2 separate regions of the Muntiacus reevesi genome follow, and region 2 is linked to region 1. Evidence: chromatin contacts called from public Hi-C data. All regions are on one chromosome and are shown on one strand. Each heading gives the region's core, a stretch centred on a gene start, on an enhancer-like site or on the middle of the called end of the contact. The rest is flanking DNA. Distances are from core to core; before and after follow the strand shown. Region 1 holds the start of ANKRD46 (ankyrin repeat domain 46). Region 2 holds the start of YWHAZ (tyrosine 3-monooxygenase/tryptophan 5-monooxygenase activation protein zeta).

The links. A called contact is a pair of places that touch in the nucleus more often than the background predicts.
Region 2: a Hi-C map of muscle shows a contact between it and region 1, with 5 times the contacts expected there. The contact joins the promoter of YWHAZ here to the promoter of ANKRD46 in region 1. A contact is called at or near these places in 2 of 3 Hi-C or Micro-C datasets (blood and muscle).

Annotation. Positions count from the first base shown.
Region 1 is chr12:17,138,737-17,143,885 of mMunRee1.1, reverse strand. It overlaps ANKRD46 (ankyrin repeat domain 46), which reads left to right and starts at 2,444. Exons shown (of 5, transcript XM_065902970.1): 1 at 2,444-2,557.
Region 2 is chr12:17,517,094-17,522,242 of mMunRee1.1, reverse strand. YWHAZ (tyrosine 3-monooxygenase/tryptophan 5-monooxygenase activation protein zeta) reads left to right here and starts at 3,162. Exons shown (of 6, transcript XM_065903424.1): 1 at 3,162-3,311. It overlaps LOC136145167 (a long non-coding RNA gene), which reads right to left and starts at 2,184. Exons shown (of 4, transcript XR_010658709.1): 1 at 1,794-2,184.

The sequences.
Region 1 (5,149 bases), core at 1,195-3,694:
TGCATCTCAGTTAAATATCACTTATTCAAACGCATTACTGCTCTTCCATCTAAATTAGGTCCTGTACTGTTTGCCCTCATATAACATCTCCCTTCTTTTCCTTCGTTAACACTTACCCGAGTTATAATTACAGGTATTCTTCCTGTTGGAACTCTCATAATCAGAACTTAGGGCCAAATAGATTTTGCTAATGAGGAAGAAAAGGTAGATTTCCCTGAAGGAAACAGAGTTTAAGCATCAGGGCCTTTGTGTGGGCTGAATAACATTTCCTCCAAAGGTGTCCCTGTCCTAATCCCCAGAATCTGTGACTGCATTAACTTGTACGGTAAAAAGAACTTTTCAGATGGGGCTAAAATTAAAGATCTTGAAATGGAAGGACTGGTCTGGATTATTCAGATGTACCGAACATGATCCAAAGGTTCTTATAAAGAGGCAGGAGCAGTATCAAAGTCAGGATACACAGTTGGAAGCAGAGGTCAGAGAGGAGAAAAGATACTACCCTACTGATTTTAAACACGGAATGGGCCATGAGCCAAGGGCTGTAGTGACCTCCAGAAGCTGGGGAAACAAGGAAACGGGTTCTCAGAGCTTCCAGGAGGAATGCAGCGCTTCTTACACTTAGCAGTCTCTACACTCTTTCAGATCAAACAAAAGCAGATCATGAAGATGGAAAGATTCATTTGAACAGAAGTAATGAATAAGCTCTGGGATTGTTTGTTAACCAATTAACAAAAAAGAGGAAATTGTAAGAACACACTGGAGAAGGTTGAAATTCTTTGCTGATTTGACATAATTTACGGGCATCAATGAAGATATTATAAACTCAACACACAACCTCAAGGAGAATATCAATGACAAATTGGTTAATAAATGTCATCAACTCAAAGAATATTTAATATTTATGATAGTCACTGCACAAGAAAATGTGAAATGTCTGAAATCTTATTCTTATATGAAAGAGATTTGATAGAGGCTTTCTCAAATTTGACAAAAATCCTAAACATTTACATGACATTTCCAGGAACACACTGTTAGTAATAGCCCTTGAATGGATGGACATTCCCCTAGAAGGGAAGGTGGATTGGCTGGGTAGTATGCTAAAATTCAGGGGGAAAGAGGATCGCTGTGCAGGGCAAATCTTCTTGGCGACAGGACTGGAATTGTTGGTAAACTTAGGAAAAAAAGTTACAGCAAATGTACTTCTCACCACCCACCATCTTTATAGGTTTGGCTAGACATGTTGCATTTCCTCTAGGAACTGTAAAAAGTGGGATGTGAGTATTCAAACCCTTTCTGAAAAAACTTAGGTTTGTATTAGAGCTGCTAGTTGCTATTACTAATACATTCTTACCTGAAAACCAGAATATTAATTGATGCTTACAACTCTTGGTAGATCATGGCATCTGATTCCATCACTTCATGGCAAATAGATGGGGGAAAAGTGGAAACAGTGGCAGATTTTATTTTCTTGGGCTCCCAAATCACTGCAGATAGTGACTGCAGCCACGAAGTTAAAAGACTCTTGCTCCTTGGAAGGAAAGCTATGACAAATCTAGACAGTGTATTAAAAAACAGAGACATCACTTTGCTGACAAAGGTCCATATAGTCAAAGCTATGTTTTTTCCAGTTGTCATGAACGGATGTGAGAGTTGGACCGTAAAGAAGGCTGAGCACCAAAGAATTGATGCTTTTGAATTGTGGTGCTGGAGAAGACTCTTGAGAGTCCCTTGAACTGCGAAGAGATCAAACCAGTCAATCCTAAAGGAACTCAGTCCTGAATAGTCGTTGGAAGGATTGATGCTGAAGCTGAAGCTCCAATATTTTGGCCACCTGATGCGAAGAACTGACTCATTGGAAAAGACCCTGATGCTGGGAAAGATTGAAGGCGGGAGGAGAAGGGGAGCAGCAGAGGATGAGATGGTTAGACATCATCACCAACTCAGAAGACATGAACTTGAGCAAAGGCTGGGAGACAGTGGAGGACAGAGGAGCTTGGTCTGCTGCAGCCCACGGGGTCACAAAGAGTCCGACTGGACTTAGAGACTGAACAACAACAACACAGCTCTTGGTAAGACTCTCCTTGCCTGTGAAGCCTTCATTTAGCTGAGGGGTGGGATATTTGTTTAGTAAAAGACTTGAAAAGTACAACATGCTCCTGGACTCAGACCTACAGAAACTTTTTCAGTTTTTTTTTCCTACTCTTTTTATTTTTTTTTTCATTTATCTTTATTAGTTGGATGCTAATTACTTTACAATAATGTAGTGGGTTTTGTCATACACTGACATGAATCAGCCATGGATTTACATGTGTTCCCCTCTTCTCCCCCGCAGCGGTTTTCGTACTTCGCTTAATGATTCAGAGCTGGTCGAGCCGCCAGTGCGACTTCCAGCCTCAAGGGGGCGCCCCAGCGGCGCACTGAGGCCGCTCTGTCCAGCAAGGCCCGGCTGGTCTCAGTGGCCAGCCCGTCCCCTCCCCTCCGTCTGCTGCCGTCGCCTCTGCCGCGGTCGCCGGGAGGAAGGTGTTGCCGCTGCCGCCGTTCCTCGACTGACTGGCAGGTACTTGGGCCTCGGCCCGCGGGCAGCCCCGGGATGAAATCCACTGACACCTCTCCCGATGGCCCCGAAGCACCGGAGGGCCCGGCTTGGGGCCTGGCCTAGGGACCGGAGAGGCGAGGCCGCCCGCGGAGAGCCAGACCCGTGGTGGCCGGTCTCGGGTCTGTGCTGCCCGGGGGAGCGGGGAGGGCCGGCGCGGGCTCTGGGGGCTGGTTTGAGGGTAACGGCCGCGCGGCGGGCGTGGCCGGGGCGGGCGGCCTGGCGGGGGCTCGCGAGGTCGACGGTCCGAGCCGGAGCCCCCCGGGCCGGCGTCCCATCACTCCGCCAGAAAAGGTGCCTTGTCTCGGCCTCGGCACAGACAATATGCGGCCAGTTACTCGGAACCCGCAGTCCAGGCGTGAAGAGAAGCTGCTGAGATGTGAGCGAACTGTCCCGATATCACATGGCCCCGGGTACCCGGGTTCAAAGACAGGACTGCTCCTAATTAAACGTGCAATGCAGGAGGCAGATCAGCTTGCAATACAGGGCTCTGCCTCGAGAAAATGACATTTATTCTTTAAAACGGCCCACGGTGCTTAGAATTGGCTACCGAATGTAACGAAGGGGGAAAAATAAATCATTTAGTAGCATCACTTCTCATTCTAAAGAATGGTACCTAGGAACGTAAAGAGCTCGGATAGTGGGGTGGGAATTATAGTAAGAGCAGTCTTCAATGCTTACTATATGTCATTGTGCTGGATGCTTCAAGTCGTATTGTGTCTATATTTAATCCTTGTAGCAACAACACTGGGTACCATTTCCATCTTACAGTTAAGGAAACCGAGGCACAGAGTCTAAATTAACTTGTCCAAGGTCAAACAGCTAGTAAAGGATTTGAACCTCATCTCCTTACTCCAGTGTTCCTGCTTGTTACCTCTACAAACCTATTCCATAAGACTTTTGGTTACTTATCAGTTTGACTTGTAATAGGTTGGTACAAAAATAATTGCGATTTTGGACCATGAATTTTAAATCATTGTAACTAGGCGCCAGCACATCGTTATTAATCAAAATAGAAACCATTACAATCAACATATTTTTGCCAATGAGATATAAGTTTGTTTATTCCTATAGCGTAAAAGTGCATACTTTGGGATTCCATAGACTCTTGGGAAGCATTTTCTGCCTCCTGCTGGTTGTGGATGCGTTTTGCCTGCAAAAAGTTGTCAAGATGCTTAAAGAAGGGGTAGTCACTTGGTGAGAGGTCACATGACTATGGCAGATGAGGCAAAACTTCATAGCCCAATTTGTTCAACTTTTAAAGTGTTGGTTGTGTGACATGTGGTGGGGCGTTGTCATGGAGAAGAACCGGGCGCTTTCTGTTGACCAGTGGCAGCTGCAGGTGTTGTAGTTTTTGGTGCATCTCATCAGTTTGTTGAGCATGCTTCTCAGATGTCATGGTTTCGCCAGGATTCAGAAAGCTGTAGTGAATCAGACCTGCAGCAGACCACTGGACAGTGACCACGACCTTTTTTTGGTGCAGGTTTGGTTTTGGGAAGTGGTTTGGAGCTGCTTCTCAGTCCAGCCACAGAGCTGGTTGTCACTGGTTGTCATATACAGTTGACTTTTCATTGCATGTCGCCATCCAGTTGAGAAATAGTTCATTGTTGTTGAATAAGAGCAGATGACGCTTCAGAATGATGATTTTTTTTGATTTGTGGTCAGCTTGTGAGGCACTCACTTACTGAGCTTTTTCACCTTTCCAATTTTCTTCAAATGCCAAACAACTGTAAAATGGTAGACGTTGAGTCCTTTGACAACTTCTCTTGTGGTGGTAAGAAGATCAGCTTTGATAATGACTCTCAGTTGGTCGTTGGCCACTTCCGATGGCCACCCATTACGCTCCTCATCTTCAAGGCTCTCATCTCCTTTGCAAAACTTCTTGAACAACCACTGCATGTACGTAGTTAGAAGTTCCTGGTCTAAATACCTTATTGATGTTGCAAGTTGTCTCCCTGCTTCTTTACGACCCATTTTGAACTTGAATAAAAAAAGAAAAATCGCTCAAATTTGCATTTTGGCTAATGTCATTTCCATAGTTTAAAATAAACATAAAATAAACAACAAGTAATAAGTCATTAGCAAAAAACATAAAGCAAGAAATGCATGTTAAAATGATGTATAACAAAACCACATTTATTTAAAAATGTATTCCAGTATCATATGGCCAATTTCAACAGTGTAAAATTGCAGTTAACTTTCACACCAACCTAATAGCTTGAACTGATTTCCCCAAGGTTTAATTTTCATGGCTAAATGCAAGTATCCTGTACCAACTCCTTTTTAGCTTAAAAGGGAGTTTAATTAGAAAAATGTTTGCTTATTAAGGAGTATGGTGATAATAAAGTTAAGCATGGACTAGGGCCCTCACACTCTGAAACAGTTTGATTTGAAGTAGGGTTTATTTGGTTGTTAATGAGCTTCATTACTTTTCATCATTGTTTGCATTTCGATACCATCTTTAGTGAATTCACTTTGCCTTTGCAATATTATGACAGTAATGCTAGAGGGGAATGAAAGATTTGTCCATGTGATGAAGAACCCACCTGCCAGTGC
Region 2 (5,149 bases), core at 1,913-4,412, 380 kb before region 1:
GGCTTTGGATATGTCCTATTAGTGCCCAGTCACATGCATGCACACTAAGTCGCTTCAGTCATGTCCAATTCTTTGTGACCCTATAGACTGTAGCCCTCCAGGCTCCTCTGTCCTTGGGATTCTCCAGGCAAGAACAGTGGAGTGGGTTACCATGCCCTTCTCCAGGGGATCTTCCCGACTCAGGGATTGAACCTGCATCTCTTATGTCTCATAAACATATATATATCATTTAATCTTCAATATCATTTAATGAGTTAAGTGTTTTTATTACCAGTACTATATTGACAGTAATATCAAGACACAGAAGGTTAAGCAACTTGACTGAGCCAACAGGGTTGAACAGTGAAGAAAATAAAACAAATCAGACTACTAGTGTAGTGAAAGTTTCTAGTAAGTGTTCTGGAGTTCAAGTTCATAGGTTCTATTTCTTTGTTTTCAATTATCCTTGCCATATGTTATTCCTATTCCTCAAAGTACTTATCACTTGGGACTTCCATGATATTCCCTATTCTTGCTTCCCTGCAACCTCATTACACTTTATTACATGAACACGTTGATCTGAGTTTGTAAAACCTAATAGTTCCTGTCCTTTCACCTCAAAAGCCTTGCTATTTAAAGCAGGAGGCAAAAATCTAATTTAGCTGTTTTCTAAGCTGTTTCCACAACTTATTTATGCAGTGAAATCCCTAAACTTCCTCTAAAACAAAGGGCATATTTTCTATCTATATATATACTTGAGCTATTAAACAACCTCACTTTTTTTGATGGAGTGCGGATTATGAGAAATGTTTCATCCCACAGACAGAATCCAGGTCATGGCAGTGAAAGCCTGGAATCCTAACCATTAGGCCACCAGGGAACTCCCATCCCTTTCCTTTTAGGAAAGATTTTTTAAACTTAGTATCTTCTGTCTTTCTGGTGCTGAAATCTGGTATAAAACAAGAATTTCTTTTAAAGAGACAAGAATTTCTTTTAAAGAAAGCTTTTAAAATATTAGTCATTTTAAGTGAGTCACTCCCTAAAAGAATTTGCTTGAGAGTCAAAGAAAGGTGACTTTAATATCCCAGAAACAAAACTCTGATCAATTCGTTCATCCATTCTGTCTACTATTAATCTGTTCCGACGGGGAAAATAAAATACTGAAATTGAACTGGTCAGTAGAAAACCCTCTTTCTGGTTTATATTTTACTATCTGCCAGTTGGAACTTCAGGCCAAATGTGGTTTGTAGAACAGTCTTGTGGCACAGACACTGTATCCATCATACAGAACAGACAAGGTGCTCTGAAGCGCCAGGCACTGGAAGAGTGACGAAACATTTTACGTGACAGTTACCGATAAATTCAATCCTCTAGGGAACTTGGAGGCTTAACTCCTGGAAGGCTCTTTTGTCAGCTGTGCCTAAAGCAGGGCCCTAGTATGTGTTCGGGTTTGTAGGTCAGTTGGTAAAGAATCTGCCTACAATGCAGGAGACCTAGTTCGATTCGCTGGTCGGGAAGATCCCCTGGAGAAGGAAATGGCAACCCACTCCAGTATTCTTGCCTGGAGAATCCCTTGGACAGAGGAGCCTGGCAGGCTACAATTCATGGGTCACAAAAGAGTCGGACACGACTTAGCGACCAAACCACCACAGTAGGTGCTTAATAAAGTGATGTTGGAAAAGTCAATGAGGCCAAGATGGAGCTCACACATGGGTAGCAGAAAGAGTTCTTGAGTTCTAGAAACTCTCAATGACTTTTGCAATTGGTTTGGTAGGTCATCCAGGCACTAATGTTTTCTAAGTTCTAACACTTACCTAAAGGAAGACGGATCAAAGACATTTCACACAGTGAATGCATGTCTTTGAACTTCCTGAAGTTGACTGGGTGGAGGCCCTACCGTTTTAGGTTGGCACGTAAACGCGGCACCTGCAATTTCCGCCCTTCTCTTTCCGCTCTTCCTGGCTCCTGGTCCCTGCTCCTCACCCCGCCCGCGGCCCACCGCCCGCTGGGTCAACCCGGGCCCTGGGAACAGCACGTCCCTCCCTCAGGAGAAAACAGGTAATCACGTTTTAAACCACGGAAGCATGAGGTCTCTTATTTTGGAGAGAAAAAAATTCAACCTACGAAAAACGAGGGAATACAGTCAAACCTCTATGCCTCCTGTCTTGTTATGGCCTCGAGCCCCCTCAAAGTCTCCACCTAAGGACGCCGGCTTTCCCTCTCAGAGGCTGAAGGCCCTGTGAGAGGCTCCTCCCAGGCCTCACCTCCCGCCAGCTCCGCCCGCCACACCTCACTCCCATTTGGTGCCCACCCATTGTCTCCTCGCAGCTGTCACGGCGCACTGATGCCCCAGTCCCGACTGGAAAAACCAACTGGTTGCTCAGTCCACGTACTGGGACCGGACGCCTCCCTCTCTCCCGAGCCTTAAAAGGCCTCTGGCCGCCGTCCCTGAGGTAGCAGGTAAAGCGGCGGCAGCGGAAAGGAGAAAGGGAGGGGCCGCGCGCCCCGATCGCCCCGCCCGGCGTGTGTGTCAGGGGAACCTGGGGGTCTAGCGCGCCACATTGCCCCTCCCCGACCCTTTGACCGTGCCCCGCACCCCCAAGTCCAGATCATAATGCCCGTGCCTTGGAGCCGCTCTCGTAATCTAGCCCCCGCTCGGATGCCCCCGGGGGGCAGTTACCGCGGCGAAACACGGAGGGCGGGGCGGGCCAGGCGGATGGGAGGGGGCGGGGGTGTGAAAGGTCCCGGATGTTGCCGAACGGGCGCCCCTTCTAGAGGGAGTAACTGGCGCAGGCGCAGAAGGGTCGCACGAACCCTAAGGTGGGGGTGGGGAAAAATTGCCTCCCGACTGATTTTGGGGGAGCGAGCCGGAGAAGAGTTGCGGGGGATCCGAGGGGAATGCGAGGGAAACGGTGGGGATACTGGTGACCAGAGGAAGAAAAAAAGAGCTTTCTGTTCGGGCACCCTCAGGACAGGAGTAGAGAAGTTGGAAGCCAAGAGGGCTGGGGAGGAGAGTTGGGAGCCGAGGGAACGCGCGCGCTCCTCCGCTCGCCCTCTAGCGCGGGCGGGCAGGACGGCCGCGAGCTGGGGAGCGGCGGTTGCTCTGGGCCCCCAGAGCTGTGGGCACCAATCAACGGTTGCCATAGCAGCGTTTGACGTCATCGTGCGTGTGGTGCCCCTGCTGCCGGGGCTGGTGATTGGAGGAAACCCCGTGTCTGCGGAGCGGCTGTAGCCTGTGAGCTGCGAGATCCAGGGACAGAGTCTCAGCCTCGCCGTTGCCGCCCAGAGACTGCTGATCCCCGTCCGTCCGTCGCCACCTACTCCGGACACAGGTAAGGGACTCAGCCGCCGCCGCCGCCTCGCCCCGCTCCTTCCTGTCCCAGGCCAAGCATTCGAAAGCGCGGGAACAGTCCCCGCTCCGCATCCCCTCAAGCCCTGCTCGCCCGCGGTGGGGAGCGGCGCTGGGCTGAGGCGGAGTCTCCTCAGGCGGAGACGGGCGGCGGCTTCTCTTCCGCTGGGTTCTGGCGGGCGGCTCGCGGCAGCCTCTGGCTACTTGCTTCCGCATCGACGCTTCGGCCCGGAGGGGCGCCCGGTCTGATCCGGTCCCCGGGGATAGGGGGTGGTGGGTAGGGCGACCGCACGCCAGGTTTCCCCCAGGGACCCGCCCGGTTGCAGGCCTCCCGAGGGTGACCGAGGCAGCGCCGGGCGCGATCCGTTCCTTTTTCGCACCCCCCACCCACCCCCCGACAGCCCCCTCCTCCGCGCCGCCCCACTGCCCGCTTCCGCCCGAGAGAGAATGACTCGGCGGCCGCGGGCATTGCAGTGGCGCAGGTGAGGCCGCCCCCTCCCCGCCGCCCCCCGTCCCCTCCCCCCGCCTCTCCCGCCCTCTCGGCGGCGCAGCCTCCGCGCCCGGCGCTGCGGTGGCACCCAGCCCTCCTCCCCAACCTGGGCGGCGGCGGCGGCGGCGGCGGGAGTGTCGGCCCTGGTCACGGGGCTGCGAGCCAAGGCGGCCCGGAAGCGCCCGCCAGGTAGAGCGGGGCGAGGCCGTGCTTCTGTCGAGCCGGTCCCGGGGTGGGGCTCGCCCGAGACCTCGAGCCGAATTTCCCGGGTTCCGCGGGGGTGGTGGTGGGGGGGGGGCGGGGAGTACTTGAATATTCCCGGCGTGGTGGGGGGGATGGGGCTGGCTTTCTGTCTCCGCGTGGAGGGGGGGCGGCGGTGTTCGGAGCCCAGGTAGGGGATAGCGTTGAGGGTGGGAAGACGGGGGACCACAGGACTCGCTCGTCCTCCCGGGGGTGGGGGGGCCTGGTAGACGTGAAGGTCCGTGCGCTGGTGTGTATCGACCGGGACCCCGCTCGGCGGGGCGGGTGAGCCCGCGCGTAACAGCCGGCGGCGGCCGGGCTCGCCTGGGTGTGGCTCGCCCCCTCCCCCACCGGTTGCAGCTGTCGGGCCCCCGGAGACTAAAGGAGCACCCGCGGCGGCCGGTGGCGGACGGACGCCGACGGGAGAGTGGGGTGTGTCCGCGGTCGGCCGCTCGTGGTTCCGCTTCTGCGGGGGGGCGGCCCCGGCGTCCGTGCCCTCGAGGCGAGCGGGCGGCTCCCGATTCCCAACGCAGGCGGGGGCGCGCGCCTCTTCCCCGCGCCTCCCCCACCCCGGCCCCGGTGGGGGAATTAACACTAGGCAGTAGGTTGGGCTCCTTGACACAGATCCGCCATGACAAAGAGGGAGAAGCGAGGACTCGCGCGGAGGCACCAGCCTGGGCGGAGCCAAGGAGGGGGGTTGCGGCTGGCGCGGACGGAAGGGTTTGCCCTTTAAAGTCACAGACGGCCCGTTGTCGTTTCACCCACCTCGAAGTCTTCCGGCGGTGAAGGGTTAAATGGGTGCGGCGAGTCCTGGGAGCGCTGCTTATTCTTTGAGAAACCTTGTCCACTTCCCCTCGTTACTGAGGGGTTTGGGAGAGGAACCTTTGTACTGGTTGTAGATAATTTTCTTTTGAAGTAGCATTAGCCGGAGAGCCTTTTTTGATTTTTAGGGGGGGAGAATTGGTAATTGCAAGAAAGGGGTGGAGAGGTTATGCGAAAATAGATTTGGGGTTTGACATTGAAAACAGTATACTTCCTATTTAAGCTAGCTATCTAGTTGTTTAAATACAAAGGATTGGTTCCGATTTGGT